Regions from separate parts of the Mus musculus genome. Here region 1 is linked to region 2. A link is a contact called in public Hi-C data. All regions are on one chromosome and are shown on one strand. The core of a region is the stretch at or near the end of the contact, and the rest is flanking DNA. Distances in the headings are between cores, read along the strand shown.

Region 1 (5,186 bases), core at 209-2,708, 76 kb before region 2:
GCTGACTCAGACGGAGCTCCCTGGGGGTGGAGAGAATTCTGCTCCCATTTCTGTAGTCTGTAGCTTGAACAACCGAGGCCTCTCTGAATAAATACTTTGCGTGTGGCTCCCAGTCTGCCATTTGCTGTGGCTAACTTGCTGGTGGTGCAGAAACCCTTCCTTTTCTCTGCAGGTCCCAGGGCCTCTTTGGGGATTTGGGTTGGTGTTTCATGAGTATGTGCGTGTGTTTGTTTTGTTGGTTCAAAGGATAGGACCCAGGGCCTCATGCATGCTAAGTGTGTATGATACACTACACCCCCCATACTGGGAGCCATTCTTGGATGCTTCTAGACAGCATGTTGAGCCTGTTAAATGAGTCCATCAGTCTCATCATTGCCTCAAGGTCAACTGTTCTGGTTTTATCAACACACAAAGGCTGTTCATTCAAAAGTTCTGCACTTGACGGGTACCCTGGTCACATGCAAATCTCTCTCTCTCTCTCTCTCTCTCTCTCTCTCTCTCTCTCTCTCTCTCTCTCTGTCACACACACACACACACACACACACACACACACATCTCATTTGCCCATAGCATAACACCTCTCCATCAGTTTCAACCCATGGGGGACTAATTAGGTTGTGGTAGTTCACCCATTTACAGCCTCAACATTTCTTTTTTGGGATCCACATGCCAGCGCCCTCCACCCCCCCCCCCCGCCCCCCACGCCAGCCCTCTCAAGGCTCGGGCCAGCCAAATCTATTCATGCATCTGCTTCCCACGAAGGCAAGACCCTCCTGCCCTCAGATTACAACTGAAACCACCACCTGTGTGGGACCACAGGCTCTCAGTGCTTCTAAAACCACACACCACCACACCACAAAAACAAACACGTCTGTTTCTGTTACCTGCCTGCTACACAGAATTAGACCAAGATAAGCTCCGTCGTTGTCCCTTTGTCACTGTGAGCTACTTACCCCAACAGAGGGATACATCCCTGTGTGGGAACATTTGAAGACCTTCATATGGATGTAAAGTCCCAAAAAGACCAATAAACAGTGTTTACCTTTATTTAAAAACAAACAGCCGAGAATGTGAGGTTGCACACCTTTAATCTCAGCACTCAGGAGGCAGAGGCAGGTGGATCTCTGTGAGTTCAAGGCCAGGCTGACATACAAAAAAGAGTTTCAGAACAGTCAAGGCTGTTACACAAAGGAATCCTGTCTCAAAAAACAAAACAAGCCAACAACCTTTTAAAAGAAGCAAGGTGTGTCCTGGTTAGGATTCTGTCCCGTAGATTTCCTTGCTGGCCTGCAGGACCAAAGAAAGAGAACCCACGAGTCTCCCAGAAGGCCAGTTACTTAGACTCTACACAATATCTTTACATAATTCAGTGTCTGAAGTCCAGAAATAGAAAAGACACCACTTACGCTCCGTTTCAGCTAAGCCTCCACTGCCCTGCTAGCTTGCTCGCTGCGAACTGCTCCTAATTGAACCACCTGGGTGCAAAAGCCATCAGGAAGACAGTGCAGCTGTCTCAGCGACATTGGATGCTGCAAGACCTTCTTGCCTTTCTTATTATCCTTAATTATTATTTCCAAGCCAAGATTTCAGTTTCCAACCTCTACACAGCCCAGGGCCTGGAAGGTGAAGAGGACCCCATGCTGGGGTTTTGTTTGTTTGTTTGTTTGTTTGTTTGTTTTTGCCGAATCTGGAAGCCACTGGTATGCAAGGAGAGTAGATGCGCGCCCTCTCAAGGGTTTCTCCCAGTGGGGCTGCGAGTTTTAGACTCTTCTGCCCTGCAAATCTCCACGAGCAGGTGCCGCGAGTCAGAAAGTTAATCACCTTTTGGCAGGGGAAGATCATGACTGACGGCTGCTTCCAGTTCCCAGCGCAGGCTCCTGCTGCTTCTAATGAGGCTTCGTTAGCAGGTATGAAAAGGCCCCGCTGGCCCCTGGATTCTGCCAGCGCCTTTTGAAAATCAGACTTCCTCTCACAACATCACGGTACAATTACCCGTTGGCAGTGGTTCCCTGACAGGTGGTGGGGGAGGCTGCTGCCGGTGGTGACGAGCATTTGTTCTGGAGTAGATGGGTAAAGGGCTTTGGCTGGATTCCTCCTAAGCTCTTTCCACACCGTACTACTCAACTCCATGGATTTTGGGTTTCCAGGTGTGTGCTTGAGAGCGCGCGTGCGCGCGCACACACACACACACACACACACACACACACACGCACGCACGCACGCACGCACACACACACATACCATAATAGCACCCATTAGCGTTGAGACCCCCACATCCTTTGATAACAATGTCCTTAAATTGTACTTCAAGGATATTGGTAATTCTTTTAAGCATGGATTGATGCTCAAATGTTTTGACAGACTGGGGGGAGGGGGAATACCCATATAAGGAAGATCATTTCTGTTCTCATGGGTTGACAATCTTGGTGGGGCAAGGACTAAACAAAGCAACGTGGCACTGTACAGTTTGCATGGCCCCTTCCCTGAATTCATTTTGTCCCCAAAGGCATGAAGATAAATCTGATTTCAGTTGCTTCTCCACTACAGGATTCAGTAAGTGCCACCCAGTTCACTGCCCTTTGTTTAACTGCCCTACACACATTCTTCAATAAGCCCTTGGGCCACCTCACCAGCTTTTACTTAATTACACCCATGTGTTTGTTGGGAGGAGCTTGTCGGGGTGCTGGTGGAGTCAGAGGACAACTTTTGGGAGTTGGTTCTCTCCTTCCACCATGTTAATCCCAGGGGATCAAACTCAGGTCATCAGACTTGGTGACAAGTGCCTTTCCCAATGAGCCAGCTTGCTGGCTCAATAGACTGCCTCTCTGGGCAAGATAGGATTTGGGCCAATACAGAATCTTAGCAGTGGTTGCCACTGGCAAACAGAAATGTAAGATGCCTGGTTTAATTTGTCAGATAACCAACATTTTTTTTTTTTTTAGTATAAGTATACCCAACATATTATATACATTTTTCTTTTCCTTTTTTACAAACAGGATCTTTCTATGTACCCCTGGCTAGTCTAGAACACACTATGTAGACCGTGGTGGCCTAGAGCTTTCAGAGAGCCGCTCGCCTCTGCCTTCAGAGTGCTGGGGTTAAAGGCTCCGTGCCACCGCACTGCTATTCCTTTTGTTGTTGTTGCTACTGTTGGTTTGATTTGGTTCTGGTTTTGAGGCGGGATCCTCGAGCTTGCTAAGTAGCTGAGGATGACTTTGAACTTGTGCCTCTCTCCACCTGCTAAGTAGTGGGATTGTAAGCATGCATCACCACCCCCAGTTTGCACAGAAAGGGTCTTTTTTGTGAGGCGGAGTGGTTCCAGAATACAAGATAGTGTTCTACCAAAAATTAAATAATTTTATCTGAGTCTGGAGGCTAGAGAGACAACTCAGCTGTTAAGAGCATGCAGATGACCCTAGTTCGATTCCATGTCAGATGGCTCTAACTCAGTGGTGCTCAGCCTTCCTAATGCTTCGACCCTTAATACAGTTCCTCATGTTCTGGGGACCCCCATGACAGTATTTGTTTTTACTTCATAACTTTAGTTTTGCTACTGTTTTGCATTGTAATGTAATGTCTGTTTTCAGGTGGACTCAGGGGACTCCTATGAAAAGGGTTCTTAGACCCTCCTAAAGGGTCTCAACCTCCATGGGGGGGGCCATGCATCTGCCCTCCATGGCACAATTTATCTGACAGCCCCCAAGATTCTGAGACATAGTCCATGCTTCAGGCTCCCCACAAGGTTACCTTACCTCAAGTGACACATGAAAGGTTGGCTAGGATGTCTAACTCCGACATTCCAAGACAGGGATTAGGGAAGGGGCCACTGGACTCTGTGTTTGCCATCAGATAAGCATATTCAGGGATCAACCTGCTGAGGGAGTGAGCAATAAAGCAAGCTATTTTTGAAGCCGGAGGGACTGGCTTAATTAGATCATGTAGGCTGGTTATTTTGAACAAAAGGCTAAGCAGGATCCCAGCATAGACAGATCTGTGCAGTCAACAGAAAATGCAATTTTCCCTGTCATGCTCCAGAGGAAACATTCTTTTCTTCTCTTCCTAGGAGCGGAAGGTAACTCACACTGTGGGGAGTCAGGCTTTTTGCATTAATTCTCCATCCAACACAAAAACCATGTTGCACATTAGGAGAGCCAGCTTTGTAAGGTGCACAGGTAGCAAGCTATGGACTAGCTTTGTCAAGTCATAGGTGTGTGTGTGTGTGTGTGTGTGTGTGTGTGTGTATGTGTGCACGCCTAAGCTATGTATATGGTTCATGTATGTTTGTGTGGTGGGTGTGTATGTGTGTGGTATGTGTATGTGATCTGTGTGTATGTATGGTATCTGTGTATGTGTGTGTGGTTCGTGTATGTTTGTATGGTGTGTGTGTATGTATATGGTGTGTATTTGTGTGTGTGTATGTGATGTGTGTGTATGTATGGTGTGTGGGTGTAGCATGTAGTGTATGCATATGTGTGGTGTGGTGTATATGTATGGTGTGTGTGTGTGCCTGTATGTGTGCTATGGTATATGTACGGTATATGGTGTATATGCATGTTTGCTTGCATGTGTCAGTGCATATATGTGTATTGCTACAGCTAAAGTTCTCACTGAGACCCCAAACAAGAAAAACAAATGTGAAGCTGAAAAGTCTATTTCATAAACTTGACAAGATGATGAAGAAAGAGGTTTTGAACTTACAACACTTAGTGATGCTTTGGTGCTTTGAAAAGAAACAAAACAAAGGGTGCAGGAAATCCTAATCTCCGGTGAGTGGCACTCCCTGTCATTTAGCTTCTGGTGAGCCAGGGTAGGCAAGATAAGCACCTGGGGCACCGAGTTGTCCTGGGATTTAGAGTTTGGGGAACTAAGGGCTAGAAGCCACCAGAACAACCATCATTCCCCATAGCAGTCCCTCCCTACTGGATAGAATCATCTTCCTCCATAAAGATTTACACGTTCCTGGTGCATATCAACCTGTGTTAGGTACCAACAACATATGTGCAGAACTCACACCCACCTGCACATAATCCAGCCTGGTCCTACAGAAACGGAATGTAAGGAACACGGATGACTGAAAATCCTCTAAGGCTGGGGAGTGGGATAAGCAGGCGAAATTAAGTCTAGTCACATTTTAATGATCTCCATATATTATTAACTCTTATCATTCATGGTGTAATCAATATTTT
Region 2 (5,183 bases), core at 503-3,002:
GAACCCAGAGCAAAGGTCTGGAAGCCAGAAATAGTTTGTGGAGCTTGGCCAAATCTTTGGCCTCTGAGCCATACATACACACACACACACACACACACACACACAACCTTTATTTAATAAGACTAAAATGTGAACTGACAGTTCAGCTGCTTCTGTTATTTGTTAAGTAATGCAAACAGATAAATGCCAGGATCTATAGTCTATAACCTATTTTCCATCAGAATTGAAAGAAAACAGACAAACAAACAAAACCAGTTTAAGGCCTAAGGCCAATCTGGAGTACCAAGTGAAAAAAGCTCATAAACAACGAGATACATGCTGGTAATAACAGCAATTAGCAGGACAAGGATGGGAGGCAAAGAGAGGCAGAGTAAGAGAGGTAAAGACTGATTCTTTTAAAGCATGATGCTACTACCTCCACTGTAGCCATACCAGATGCTAAAAGTCAAGTGACTATAAAGTGACACCAAATCTCTTCTAGGAAGAGTCTGATAGTGAATACCATGCAATTCTAGTACTAGGAGACAGAAGTAGGAAGCCCTGCAAGTTTAAAGCTATCCAGACCACATAAACTAAATGTATACTTAGCCCAGCAGTTACACTACTTCACATTGAAGGGAAGTCACCCAGGGGCTCTGTTCAGACAGAACGTTCTATAATAAGGGATGAGCTAGCTAACATGCACCATGACCTAGACACATGGACAGTATGCTAAGTGTTCCCTAAGGCCAGGTATAAAAAGCTCTCAAACTAAGGAAAGATTAATATATTCTGGGGACAAATAATAAAACAAGCTTATCTCTGTGGGGCTGGGGTAGAGGTCATTGAAAAGGGCCCCAAGGATGCTTGTTGAAATGAGGTCATGCTCTTGATACCAAAGGGTTTTGGAAGGCCATCATCTATCAGGAGGCTGACTCACATGATGGAACTGTTATCTACAAATTTCACTGTACAACAGCTCTTCTAAGAGAAAAGTAAACAAATACTGGATTCTAGTTAATGATACACATGCTAAGTATTTGAGGAGACACATGTTCTGATTTCCCCAAAACTCTGAAATGCATAAAAAAAATGAGAAACGGCTATGTAATAAATCAATGTTACTTGATTATATTAAAATGTTGCTTGACCTAGGAAGCAAGTATACAGTTTAAAAATCCATTCATTTAGGGCCGGAGAGATGGCTTAGCAGTTAAGAGCACTTAAGAGATCTAAGTTTGATTCTCACACCCATACTGGACAGGATACAGCCTCCTATAACTCCAGCTCCAGGGAATAGAACTCTTTTTTTTTTTTTTTTTTTTGAACTCCACAGACACCTCTATACACGAACACACACACACACACACACACACACACACACACACACACGAGCACACACACGAACACAGGTACACACGAACACAGGTACACACGGTAGGTCTGTTACTGTTAGGTAGGAACTGAGTCTGATTTCAATGGCAGCCAGTTCTCTTGTCTCTGAGCCAACTCTCTAGCCCCCTGCTTTCTTTATAGCCCAATATTTTAAAGAACTTGTAAAACATCTATAGCTACCCAGATTTTCATAAACCTGTCATACTTAAATTTCATGCTAAAAAGTTTACAGGCATCCAATATAGAAATGGAACTAAACTGAAAGACTAGAGAATGGCAGACTGTCAATTCTATTAGCAGCAAGCCAAGAGTAAATGTGTGGATGTTCATCTACAAACATACACATATCTCTAGAAATAAGGAAGTATGGGGCCAGCAAAATGACTCAGCAAGTAAAGGCGCTTGCTACCAGCCTGGCAACCTAAGTTTGAACCTACATGGTAGGAGAGAACCAACTCCATTAAGCTATCCTCTGACGAGCACACATGTGCCAACTCCCCACCCCACATATACACACAAGTAATAAAAATGATAATGATAAACGGAAGAGTAGAATGTGACAAACCAGCATGAGATAATCAGCGATATATTCTGTTTTCAAGCAGACCATGTTCTGGGCAGTAGCCTCTGCGATGAAAACTCTGCAGTCATCAGGTTTCAGTTTATTGAAGTCACAAAAGAGATGCGTAGCATCTTTAAGTAAAGGTTCTGGATGACCAGATAACACCTAATGAAAAACAGGAAGGGTTAATCCCCTCATGCTCCATAGCAGATGCTCCTCCCCTCAAAGGCAGAGGGCAGGGAGACATCACAGAAACCTTGCTGGACAAGTTGGTGCAAACCTGCCCCTAGGATAGCAGTAAATTAATTCAGGACAAACCTTTGCTCCTCCTGCCTGAAGAAGGCGTTTGAACCCAGCTTCTCGGGGCCGATCAACACGTAAAATAGCTTTCCAGCCACTAAATGCTCCCTATTTAAAAATAAGTACATGTAATTTTAACATACTAAACATTCAAAATGCAGAGATAATGCATGAATTTAATTGTTTAGTGTCAAGTAATTTCTTGTCATTCATCTATCTATCTATACACACACACACACACAAAACTCAGTGGGTTTTTTGCATATATTTACATATACTAAGTATCACTTGCATGCAGGGCCTACAGAAGTCAGAAGAGGGTGTTGGATCCTCTGGAAGTAGATTTACAGATGTTGATGATAGGAATTAAATCTGAGTTCTCTGGAAGAGCAGCGCAGGTGCCTTTACCCCTGGGCGGCCTCTTCAACCCATTATTAGTTTAAAAAAAAGAAAGAAAGAAAAGAAAAAGGACAAAGTTTCATAGGCTAGCTCTGACCTCTTGCTCTTCTCCTGCCTCCCAAGTGCTAGGATTACAGGAGTACCCTAGCAATCAGCAATTAGGAAAGAAAGGACATAATTTCCTTACTCAAAAGTATATAGACTCCTTAGAGAGAATTTGCAGACCTGGCTTAGGACTCCTGATGCTCTACCCTGAAAAGACAAGTTATCTTTAGAAGACCCTATCTTACAGTAACACAATACTTTGTTGTCTCAGGCAGGATTTCTACATAGCCTCAGATATCCTGGAATTCAAACATTCTCCTGCCTCTGCCTCCCTGCACAACAGAAATTTTAGTTCAACACAGAATGTGCAACTAAATATATCAATTATGGAATAAAAGACAATCAGAACTACTTGGTCAGGCATATGCTCTTTAAAACAAGTCACAATACTGAATCCCACAATAGTACCTCAACAATGCCGGATTCTTGACTTTGCTGGATTCTTTTCCTCCATCTCATTGCCGCCAGTGCGAGCTTCTGCTGGTGCTCAGTGACGTCAGGGAGAGCATCAAGTATGGAGCTACTTCCCCACTCGTAGTCTTCTTCCTAGAAAACCAGGCCAGTGAACTTGTGGGTTCCTTTCACAGCACTGTGCTAACTAAGCATGGGTATCTGGCCCCCAGCAGCTTGCAGTCTATCAAGATCAAAGCTGAAAGTTCAATCGTTACAGAGACACGAATGATAGAGAACACTACTTTGGGAACTCATTCCATTTATTCAGTTTTATGTGAAGAACCAGTACAGCTGGCTTTAATTAAAACCAGAAACTAATTTCCCCAAAACAAACCTTTTGGCCAGACAGCTGTATTTTGGCAACTTAGTAGCATACCTAACTTAGTAAAATACCCTAGTATTTGGCTTCATGAGAGCACAGCCTGAGGAGGTATGAACTAAGACAAGTCCCAAGGAGCTCAGATTGGAAGCTTCGGAAACGACACAGTAGATATTACCGTGATGCCCAGCTTGTTACAACTGCTTAATATGGATAAGCTAACAGCAAAGAAAAAGCCTTATAATGGGCTATCTTGAATCTGCTCATTAAGAGAAAATCATTTCAATAAAAAAGCACCGATAAATTAGGTAACAAAAAGTGAGCAGGCCACAATAAAAACTCATTTTTTTGTATGCCAACCAAAATATTTTAATAAAAAGGGATGTGAATAAAGCAGCCCGACCTTGCAGACTTTGTTCTGTTTCAAAGATCCTCACAGAACAGCTGTAATCTGACTGGCCACGTGTGGTCATTTAAACTAAATACACGGTGAGGGGATGACCAAGGATCTCCTAAGTCATTAACAAGAGAACAAACCTTCACAGGAATATGAATACACACCTGCACAAAGCGCCCAGCTGTCTTGCAAGCGTCTAGGTAGGAGCGATGAAGCACCCATTTACCAGCTGCCATAGAAGCTAAGTACTTCTCATTGCGCAGTGGGTAGCCCACAACCATGTGTGTGCAGCTGGGGTCAGAGCACTGCTTCTCGATCACCGACCCACCTTGTATGGAGAGAAACGGCATCTACTAGTTCTTAACTTTCTTTCTAGAAAAATGTTAACTGTGCATAAAAATTATTTATATAAAATGATCAACCTAGAGATGTAAAAGTAACATTCACTTTAATTTATCGCCCTCCATCCCTGCCTTCAGCGTTCCAAGATCTAGTGATTTGAAATGTAGATTGGGGTTTTATAAAAAATAAAACTTCCAATGCTGACCCGTGTATACAGTTGAAATTCAGGGCTTCATATATGCCCCCCCCCAAAAAAACTCACACTGAGCCATACAACCCCCAGTCCCACCCTTGACTTAAAAAAAATATATATATATATATTATTTATATGTATGTGTATTTTGCCTATCTGTGTACCTGGGTCTGTGAGGCAGAACAGACTCAATGTGTAGGCTTAAATAACTTGCCCATAGCCAGACAGTGGTGACACATGTCTTTAATCCCAGCACTTGGGAGGCAGAGGCAGGTGGATTTCTGAGTTTGAGGCCAGCCTGGTCTACAGACTGAGTTCCAGGACAGCCAGGGCTACACAGAGAAACCCTGTCTCAAAAAAAAAAAACAAAACCAAAAAAAAAACCAACAAAATCCAAAACTTAACCATGTTCTTTTCTCAACTGCCCTCCCCTTTACACATGATAGAAATATGTTTGCATTTGTATTCTAAATAAGTTGTAATAACAATGTTTTAAAGTAAAATATTGGAAGAAAATTGAAAAAAAAAAAAAGTAAAATAATGGCACCTAAGTCTTTAATCAGGCGACAGTAATCAATCCGCTCTTGAGAATTCAGAGACGACATCTGGAACACATACTGTTTTTTAACTTTTCTGTGCGTCTCCTCCTGTGTTTCAATCTAAAACACAATAGTTTTATTTTAGAAAAATATTAACATTAAAACTATTATCAGATATAGCTATTTTATAGTGACATTTT

What was found. A called contact is a pair of places that touch in the nucleus more often than the background predicts.
Region 1: a Hi-C map of the HPC-7 cell line shows a contact between it and region 2, with 2.3 times the contacts expected there. The contact joins the promoter of 5830418P13Rik here to the enhancer-like site in region 2. A contact is called at or near these places in 1 of 15 datasets of contacts at CTCF or cohesin (large pre-B cells), 11 of 484 Hi-C or Micro-C datasets (B cells, DN3 thymocytes, the HPC-7 cell line and 4 more), 6 of 115 datasets of contacts at active chromatin or transcription factors (the 230-238 cell line, the SCID.adh cell line, double positive thymocytes and 2 more) and 3 of 9 other capture datasets (adipose tissue, liver and pancreatic islet).

The regions. Positions count from the first base shown.
Region 1 is chr9:103,419,850-103,425,035 of GRCm38.p6, reverse strand. 5830418P13Rik (RIKEN cDNA 5830418P13 gene) reads right to left here and starts at 1,458. Exons shown (of 6, transcript NR_040466.1): 1 at 1,407-1,458. It overlaps Bfsp2 (beaded filament structural protein 2, phakinin), which reads left to right. Exons shown (of 7, transcript NM_001002896.3): 7 at 1-112.
Region 2 is chr9:103,343,845-103,349,027 of GRCm38.p6, reverse strand. It overlaps Topbp1 (topoisomerase (DNA) II binding protein 1), which reads right to left. Exons shown (of 28, transcript NM_176979.5): 23 at 4,992-5,103; 24 at 4,074-4,237; 25 at 3,149-3,286; 26 at 2,255-2,344; 27 at 1,940-2,101. Among named protein-coding and RNA genes, the nearest start is that of Cdv3, 19 kb to the left of the region's middle. Within about 2 kb of position 1,752, at least 22 of the 459 cell types and tissues checked have an H3K27ac peak or open chromatin away from gene starts, as enhancers often do. A contact at or near this core is called in the HPC-7 cell line, where this site is marked.